Linked DNA regions of Hordeum vulgare: all the other regions are linked to region 2. The links are chromatin contacts, called in public Hi-C maps. All regions are on one chromosome and are shown on one strand. Each heading gives the region's core, a stretch centred on a gene start, on an enhancer-like site or on the middle of the called end of the contact. The rest is flanking DNA. Distances are from core to core; before and after follow the strand shown.

Region 1 (3,074 bases), core at 142-2,641, 290 kb before region 2:
CTCGGCACTGAACGGCCCTGGTTTAGACCGTCCAGCATCTGTAGCAGCCTCGCCGTACATTGGCATCGGCGTGGCATGGTGGCTATCCGCCGCAGCGCGCAGGGCCATGAGTTGTTCGACACTTAACGGCCACAGCTTAGACGGTCCAGCATCTGCAGCGGCCACGCCATGCAATGCCATCTGCGTGTCCTGGTGGCTACTGGGCGCAGCGTGCAGGGCCATGAGCTGCTCGGCACTGAACGGACATGGCATAGACTGTCCGGCATCCGCCGCGACCACACTGTGCAATGGCATCCGCGTGTCCTGCTGGCTACAGGCAGAAGCGCGCAGGGCCATGGGCTGCTCGGCACTGAACGGACATGTCGTAGACTGTCCGGCATCAGCAGCGACCACACTTTGCGATGGCATCCGTGTGGTCTGTTGCTCACAGGCAGAAGCGCGCAGGGCCATGGGCTGCTCGGCGCTGAATGGCAAAAGCCCATACCGTCCAGCATCTGCGGCGGCCAGGCCGAGCAATGGAATCGGCGTGGCGGCGCGCAGGGCCATGAGCTGCTCGGCACTGAACGGACACGGCTTAGACTGTCCAGCATCTGCGGTGGCCACGCCGGCGCGGAGGGCATTGGCGCGCTCCATCTTGGCCAGCTCGGACACGATGATCTCCTGGCGAAGGTGGTCCATGTGGAGCTGCGAGAGCAGCGCATTCCTCATCACCGTCATCGGCTCCTCCTCTCCTGCACCAGGCATTGCGCAGCAGTTAGATGGTCGGCGTGACCAAAATTCCAACTCTTCCTCAAATTCTCAATGTGTTTCTTGAAAAATCTACATGCGATTTGAACTAGCAAGATGTGTACTGCTATGCTAGGATGGACTTTAAGTCTGTCCAATGGAAAATGAGGGAACATGTTTGCGAGATTTCTCGAGGGAGAGATCCCAATTTTGCCATGTTCTGCCCCCCACAAAACAGATCGGAAACTCCTTCTGTGAAACAAACTAATCCAAATCACACCCAATCTACACCTGAGTATTGAAAGAAACTGAGGCCTTATTTTCGATTTCTAAACAAAAAACAACGCATAGCATGGAAGCGGCCGAGATTTTCGGGGTTCTCGACAACAATCGCAAGCATCTGACCCCAGGAGAAGAGAACTGAGAGCAAAATGGGTCCTGCCATTACTTCGTTTGCGGTTATTTACCAAGGAAGAAACGACCACGGCGACAAGGGCGAATGTTTAGATTGGCTCGACGCATACCGTGCGGCGGAGGGTCAGGGAAGCGGCGGCCGTCGCCGGTGGCCGGACCGCGGCGAGGGAACTCCATCGGTCGGGTTCCGGTGGTGGCAGTCCCGGCCCCTGTGGTTGGTTGGTTGGTGGTTTTGTTTGGGGCGAGGAGGGGGAGAGCAGGAGGCGCGCGAGAATAGAGGAGCGTGCAGTGGAAACGGATTTCTTTTATTTTTATTTTCAATAGAACGCGTGGGTGTGGCAGACGAAACCCTCTCCGCGCCTTCAATCAATGCCGAGGAAAACTGGGCCCGATCACGACGACTGGGTAGCTTGGGCGGCTTTCGCTCAGCACTCGCAAACTTTTTTTTAACATAGTACATATACTCATCTCTCCCTAATCTATACCTATATCTTTACCTAATCTTTACCTAATAATAAAGAGGCAATCGTTCCCGTCGAAAACCCACCAAGATGATTTTACAAAAAAAAACCCTTACTGTTTATGACATTAAACTCGTAGTATATATTAAATATTTTTTTAAATACTTATATCTTTTAAACCGTAACTCCAAATTTAACATATTATACATGGAATTTGATTAGAAAAATATGTAGAATTTAAATATGATATTATTTTATCTGTTAAACATTTAATAAAAATACTATCTAGGGTGCAATCTTAATAAATAAGTCATTATTCGTCTTTCTTTCGTACCGGTACTCATCCGGGTTGGGAATGAACACGTCAACAAAATCAGGATTAGAGATGAAACTGAAGGTCACTTGACTGATTCTTTGTACGTATTAAATCTACATGCAAGCCGTGTTAAAATAGAAGACCTGTGAAATTTTGAACTGCATTTTTGTAGGATAAGACCATCTTTATTTGTATCGTAACTATAAATTCTCAAATTATAGACATTTTTTATAAATTAAAAGCGTGTGCCGTGTGGTATTTCTTTCTCCCGTTGCAACGCATGAGCCCTTTTGCTAGTTTAATAATAAAGAGACTATCGCTTCCGTTGAAAAACCCACCGAGGTGATTTTATAAAAAAGCCCTTACTGTTTATGACATTAAACTCATAGTTTATATTAAATATTTTTTTTTAAACTCATATCTTTTAAACCGTAACTCCAAATTTAACATATTATACATGAAATTTGATTAGAAAAATATGTAGAATTTAAATATGATATTATTTTATCTGTTAAACGTTTAATAAAAATACTATCTAGGGTGCAATCTTAATAAATAAGTTTCGTCTTTCTTTCATACCGGTACTCATCCGGGTTGGGGATGAACGCGTCAACAAAATCAGGATTAGAGATGAAACTGAAGGTCACTTGATTGTTTCTTTGTATGTATTAAATCTACATGCAAGCCGTGTTAAAATAGAAGACCCGTGAAATTTTGAACTGCATTTTTGTAGAATAAGACCATCTTTATTTGTATCGTAACTATAAATTCTCAAATTATAGACATTTTTTATAAATTAAGAGCGTGTGTCGTGTGGTATTTCTTTCTCCCGTTGCAACGCATGGGCCCTTTTGCTAGTATATATATATATATATATATATATATATATATATAATAATAATAATAAAGCGGCTATTGCTTTCGTCGGAAAACCCACCACGACATTTTTATAAAAAGCCCCTGTAATTTATGTTATTCAACCCACGCTCCATCATTTATCTGCAACGCAAAAGGAAAAAAAAACGATTCGCTGCAAAAATTATATCCGTACGCATCGCCTCCTCCCGTCGACCCTGGGCCACCCTCGCCTGTGCCCAGGCCGCCGCCACACCACTCGCCGCCGCGGCCGACCTCAACCGCCACCGCTGCCAATCTCA
Region 2 (3,152 bases), core at 155-2,654:
ACTCCAATGGGGCTGAAATTTGATACTTAAGGGTTTTATATGGTGTACTATAAGTATAAAAAAATTCAAGGTCATTGGGAAAGAAAATAGTGCGGATGCAGTACAAAATGCCAATCTGGTCCAGAACATAAAACAAGAAGTGGTGCTCAAATTTTTCAAAATACCAATATATATTTTTGCATGAAACTCATTTATATGAATCCCTTGACCACTACAAATTTTGATAGGATTTTTGGAGGCTTTTAATAATAGGTTGTAGTACAAATCTACAATTGGACCAGAAAGAAAAATCAATTAATTTACTTAAACTTTTCAAAACACTTGGCTATATAATTATATAAAATTGATCCAGAAGTATAGTAGGTAATTGTAAAATTTATTGTGGAATTTTTAGAAGAAGTTAACAGGTGGTTGCAGTTTAAAACTGGACCCTTAGGAAATAAAAAAACAGTTTTGAATAAATAGAATTGGAAGATAATATTTATAGAAAGAGCCTTCTCTGCAATAGAAAAATATTTAGTCAACACCCAAGCCACAAGTAATTTTTTAAGAAGCTCTAGCTCATAGATAGAGTTTTTCATAAAAGTAAGAATAGGAAAAGCTCTGAAATCAGAAGAAAACTCAGAAATAAAAAATTTCAGAATAATCCTGGCCAAATTCAATAAATAAAATTGTGTCAAAAAATTTGGGGTGTTACACTACGTGGAAGAAAATGAAGCGTCCGTGAGCCTCTTCGAGGCAAGAGGCCCTCCAGGGTCTTTTAACAGTTGACACCCACAGGACAAAGGGTACTATGAATGACGATGTATGACGGATGAACAATACACAAATTATCAGCAATAGTGACAAAGGGATGGCCTTTTCTTTCGCGTTAGGTTAGATGTGACACCAGAGTTGATTTCGAACAGCCGGGCACAAGCGCGAGCCGAGGCAGCCGGCCTAGGCACGTGCCCCGTCCAGCTCGTCGTCTTGGGACTACCCAAGGATCGTCGCTCCGACAAAACGAGACTAATGAAACAAGAAAAACAAATAATTTTAAGATGGGTCTTATAAACCGAAAAAAAAAGAAGTGTCATTCTTATTCTGCGTATTAGATTTGTATCAAGTCAAATTCAACAAAATTTGTTCAAGCCTATATTAAGAAATATCAACATGTACAAAACGAAATATATATATATATATATATATATATATATATATATATGCACACACACTACGAAACTACATTTCATAATGAATCTAACACTATTGATTTGGTATTATAGTTTTTTCTATAAGTTTGATTAAAATAAAGATACTTTAACTTGGGACAAAACTTATATTATGAAGACTAATAAATACGGAGTACGATACTATACGGGGCCCAAACGCGACCACTCAAAGTTTTGTCTCCCACATTTTGCCTTTGCAACGCCCCTCCTTCTCACGCGCTTCCCCGTGCTCTCCTCGCCGAAACACCCCACCAGTCCCCCCGCCTCTGGCTCCTGTCGCTGCTCTGCTCCCCGGGAGGGACCCACCCCGATGGAGTTCGCCCGCCGCGGCCCAGCCACCGACGACCACCGCTGCCCCGACCCTCCGCCGCACGGTATGTGCCGCCCGCCACCTCTGCCGCGTTAGTACTCCGTAGGAAGCAACTGAACAGAGATGGACTTTACCCTCCTTTTCTCCCGTCTCTGACTGCGACTGTATGCGAAATCCTCTAGACATCAGACGAACGATGGTACTGGGACTGTTCTACTTGATCCGCGCCTTGTAGAAGTGGTAACAGACTAGGTGTGGTTTGATTTGCCCGGGGGTCACAAGATTGAAGATTCTGCCCAGCTTGTCTGTCCTCTCGTCAAAAACAAATGCAACCTGTCGATCCTACTTTATCCGATTCACGGTTCCTCTAGTCAGATGCAGAAAACGTGTTCAAGAAAACAAGAACAATAGGAGTAGGATTCTGCTACTTATCTGGTCCCATCGCTGGTGCAGGAGACGCAATGCTGGTTATGAGGGACGCCCTGCTGTGGCAGCTCCAGAAGGACCGCCTTCGCCAGGAGATCATCATGGCCGAGCTGGCCAAGATAGAGTGCGCCATGGCCCTGCGCTCTGTGTCCGGTCACCACAGCACGCCGATGCCCCGGGACAGCATGCCGCCGCACAGAGGACCCGTCTTCGGCTGGGAAAACTACGCCGACGTGGGTGAGGAAAATGATGTGAAGCTACCAAACAACTGTGGAAGGAAGAGTGCAGAGCCCAGATTTTGGAATCCCGTCACAGAAGATCGCGCGGAAAAATGCTGGAACCCGTGCAAATGCAGGGTTAATTCGGGTGAACATAACCCAGCATTTGATGAACCGAAACTGCAGGATCCCAGTGAGGTGAGCAGCTTGTCCATTGTGTTTACTCGAAATGTTTTCATAAATCTACTTGCTAATGGTGTATTCAAACTGCATTGAAAAATCAGAAGAAACTCTACCTTCCTTGTTTTCAGAAGTACTACATACTAATGGTCTAATCTAACTGCATATCAAACAGAATGTTCCTCCAAATAAAGCGTCGCCTGCGGAGAAGTGGGAACTGACAGGAATAACCATACCAGTTAAGAAGCCGAAGCCACCCATGAGTCCCAGAAAAAGAAAGAAGCCACCCGTGAGATGGAGTTGCCCGGTGTGCCAGGTAGAAGCAAACTCTGCGCAGAAGCATTGTGCTGGGAAGAAGCACCAGTCAAATATAGCAACACTGGAATCAAGCATTAAGGCCATTGGTTATCAGAAGCCACCTTTAGCAGGTTGCAGCATTTGTCAAGTTATGTGTGGCACCGAATCAGATCTTGAGATCCACCTGAAGGGTAAAAGGCACTTAAAGAAGATTCAAGCTTTATTCGAAGAAAGCAATAACAAGGAAATCAATTCTGAGTCTCTGAAAGCAAACTTAAACAAGGACAGCAGACCGCTACATGTGGAGAAAATGAACCGTGACTTAGACTCGGAGAACCACCTCAGAGATGAAAGACACCAACTGAATGTTCGGACCCTTTGCGAAACAATCAACCAAGAGGGAAACAGTCCACCAGAAATTTCCAAAGACCAAACACCATCCTCGGAATGGGATTGCGCTATGTGCCAGGTCAAATGTATCTCTAAAGCCCATTTCGAGAATCACTGCAC
Region 3 (3,170 bases), core at 31-2,530, 400 kb before region 2:
CGACTAGGCTGGCCGAGTTTTGTATCTTTTTTTCTATTACTTTTTGTCCTTTTCTATTTATTTCCTTTTTTCATACTTTTTGTCTTTCATTTTTCATTTTTTTTTGTATTTGAAGCATTTTTTTTGAAATAAAGAACAATTTTGGAAAACCATGAACAGATTTGGAAGCACGAGTAAATTTTTAAAGCACGAACATTTTTCGAATTTTCAAAAGGAGAACAATTTTTAAAAAACCGAAAAAATTTGAAAGCGCGAACAAAATTTTAAAGCACGGATATTTTATGAATTTTGAGAACAAATTTTGAAACCGAGAAATATTTTCAAAATTTGTGAACAAATTTGGAAGCACGAACAATTTTTTGAATCTTGAGAACAAAATTTTGAAAAGGAAAATAATTTTGGAAAACTCAGAAAAAATTTGAAAGAGCGAACAAATTTTTATAGCACCGACATTTTTTGAATTTTGAGAACAAATTTTGAAACCGAGAATAATTTGAACAATTTTTTAAAGCATGAACAAATTTTGAAACTTGAGAATAAATTTTGAACCGGAGAACAGTTTTGGAAAACCCTGAACAAATTTGGAAGCGCGATTTTTTAAAGCACGGACACTATTTGAATTTTGAGAACAAAACTTGAAACCGAGAATAAGTTTGGAAAAGCCTGAATTTTTTTGGAAGCGCGAACAATTTTTTAAAGCAGACACATTTTTTGAATCTTAAGAACAAAATTTTGAAATGAAGAACAATTTCAAAAAACCACGAATAAATTTGGAATCGCGAACAATTTTTGAAAACACGAACATTTTCTGAATCTTAAGAACAAAATTTGAAACCGAGACCAATTTTGAAAATCCTGAACAAATTTGGAAGCGCGAACAAATTTTTAAAGCACAGACGTTTTTTAGTCTTGAGAAGAAAATTTTGAAAAAAATGAACAAATTTGAATGCTGGAACAATTTTTTAAAGCATAAGCATTTTTTAAATCTTAAGAACACAATTTGAAACCGAGAATAAATTTGAATCATATGAACCGAAAACAATATTTGGTAAATACTAAACATTTTTCTAAAATCAAGAATATTTTATGAAAATTCAAAAGTATTTTTGGAAAATCCAGAACATTTTCTAAAACAGAACCAGAAAATAAGAAAAGAAACATAAAACTCTAAAAAAATAAAAAATATAAAAAACCACGGTTGAGCAAACCTTCTAGAAGTCTACAAAACCGGTAAAATCGGTTAGAACCTCTAAAAGATTCCCAAAACCGGAAATCCTGCATCCTTGTTAAATGGGCCAGCCCATTTGAAATCGACGCCCTCTCGCTCTTTGCGAAGTCCGACATCGTTTCACACAGAGCGACGAATAGGGTTTTTCATAAATAAAAAGATCAAAGAAATAATAGAAATAGGGAATGTTGGCCGGCCAATTTTTTTTTCTAAAATGCAAAAGATACTCACACGTTGGCATTCGAAGCCATAACGCGGGAGTTTGGTGATCGATGCGATAAACACCTGACACCTTCGCGTAGGTTTGATTATATACACGTTTTTGCCATTTCTTATTTCTTCTTTCTTCATTTTGTTTTGTTTTGTTTTCTCTTTACTTTTACTTTTAGTATTTCATCTATATTTTGTTTTTGCAAATTCGAAAACTTTTTCTTGTAATAGATGATTTTTCAAAAACTTCAAACTCATGATTTGTTCTTTCAAATCAATGAAATCTTATCAAAATTATGAGCATTTTTTAAATTAATAAAAAATCCAAATCCGATGAACTTTTTTCAAATTCGATGATTTCTTTAGAATGAAGATTTTTTCTTCAAAAGTGAAGAACTTTTTTAATTTTTGTTGACCTTCTTCAAAAATCGAACAAGTTTTTTTCAAATCCGATGAAGTTTTTTCAATTAGATGAACTATTTTTAAATTTGGTGAACTTTATTGAAAATCAATGGAAAAGTTTGAAATATTGTTTGAAATTCCTGATTTGTTTGAAACTTTGAACATTTTTTTTATAGATTCATGATTTGTTTGAAATTTTGAACATCTTTTTGAAATGAGTGAATGTGTTTTAAATTCATGATTTTTTTATAATTTTTTAAAGTCCACTATGACCATGACTGGTCAAATTGCCCTCGAGCGAATCGGTGAAGTGATCAAGTGGTCACTTTACATGGGTCGGCTCAAGAGGAGAGTCACGTTAGCGCTTGTTCCACCTTGAAATAAGTCATGCTTGAAATCGAATCGAATATAAACCGGAGGGAGAGGTGTGCCTCTTTTAAAATACATGTGCGGAGGTTGGAGCTTGAGAGGCATCATCCCATGGTGACGTGGTCACACTTGTCCTCATGCATAGGTGGCCAGGTCAACGTTAACGACAACTACGAGTGTCTAAGTACATCGCCTACCTTGCCGCCACCTCCGCCTTCCCTCCTACGCGTAACAAATCGCCAACAACCAACTCCTCCTTAAATAACACGAGAAGTAGGCGTGCTTTGCCGACGACAGGATGGATCACGGGGTTGCGCTACGCCTCCGTGCATGGGGAGCTAGCCCTCCCTTCCTCTCTCTCTCTGCCTCTGGGAGAAACCGACTCTCGCTATGTGGGAGCGTGACGGTTCGAATATCTAGCTAGCACCTCAGTGACGCTTGGGATCAGGGCCAGGGCGCCGTGACAGGTGCACTCCAGCTCAAGTGCGGTGTGATGCAATGTCGATGGCATGAGCTCTCACAAAAACCGTGTGACTGACTGACACATGGGGCCTGTTGATGCGTGCTCCTACAAGGCAGCCCGTGCAATTGCCGTCAATCGTCTCCTTGCCCCGCGTGGAAGCAAACAAAGTGCGACCCTGTGATGATGTGTGGGCCCGGCGTGATGATGCCCCACATGGCGGCGAACGTTCCGATGTTTCTCGGGATCCTCTGTGCAGTTGCATGAGACGTATGTGATGTGTGTATGATGGTGTGGCGACGCATGCCTGGTGGTTTGTATGTGGACGGGGAATTTGATGGGGTGGCGTGGTGGTGGGCGTTTGAAGAGGCGCACGAGGATTGCAAATTTGAGGGGGACAAGCAGGCGAGGAGAGTGGGAGTGAGACACGGGAACGACGTCGGAGTGGTGCCTCGGGGACCGTCTAGTTAAGTGATTTGTTATTGCGGATGATAATTATTG

Evidence for each region. Hi-C and Micro-C count contacts between places; a contact is called where the count stands out from the background.
Region 1: a contact with region 2 is called in a Hi-C map of seedling, with 6 times the contacts expected there. The contact joins the promoter of LOC123395583 here to the promoter of LOC123398061 in region 2. A contact is called at or near these places in 2 of 6 Hi-C or Micro-C datasets (leaf and seedling).
Region 3: a Hi-C map of leaf shows a contact between it and region 2, with 4 times the contacts expected there. The contact joins the enhancer-like site here to the promoter of LOC123398061 in region 2. A contact is called at or near these places in 2 of 6 Hi-C or Micro-C datasets (leaf and seedling).

The regions. Positions count from the first base shown.
Region 1 is chr5H:443,073,370-443,076,443 of MorexV3_pseudomolecules_assembly, forward strand. LOC123395583 reads right to left here and starts at 1,392. Exons shown (of 3, transcript XM_045090602.1): 1 at 1,251-1,392; 2 at 1-731. The coding sequence starts at 1,317.
Region 2 is chr5H:443,364,634-443,367,785 of MorexV3_pseudomolecules_assembly, forward strand. It overlaps LOC123398061, which reads left to right and starts at 1,405. Exons shown (of 3, transcript XM_045092572.1): 1 at 1,405-1,585; 2 at 1,975-2,363; 3 at 2,521-3,152. The coding sequence starts at 1,522.
Region 3 is chr5H:442,960,326-442,963,495 of MorexV3_pseudomolecules_assembly, forward strand. No RefSeq gene overlaps it. Among protein-coding and RNA genes, the nearest start is that of LOC123397906, 110 kb to the right of the region's middle. Within about 2 kb of position 1,281, at least 1 of the 3 cell types and tissues checked has open chromatin away from gene starts, as enhancers often do. A contact at or near this core is called in leaf, where this site is marked.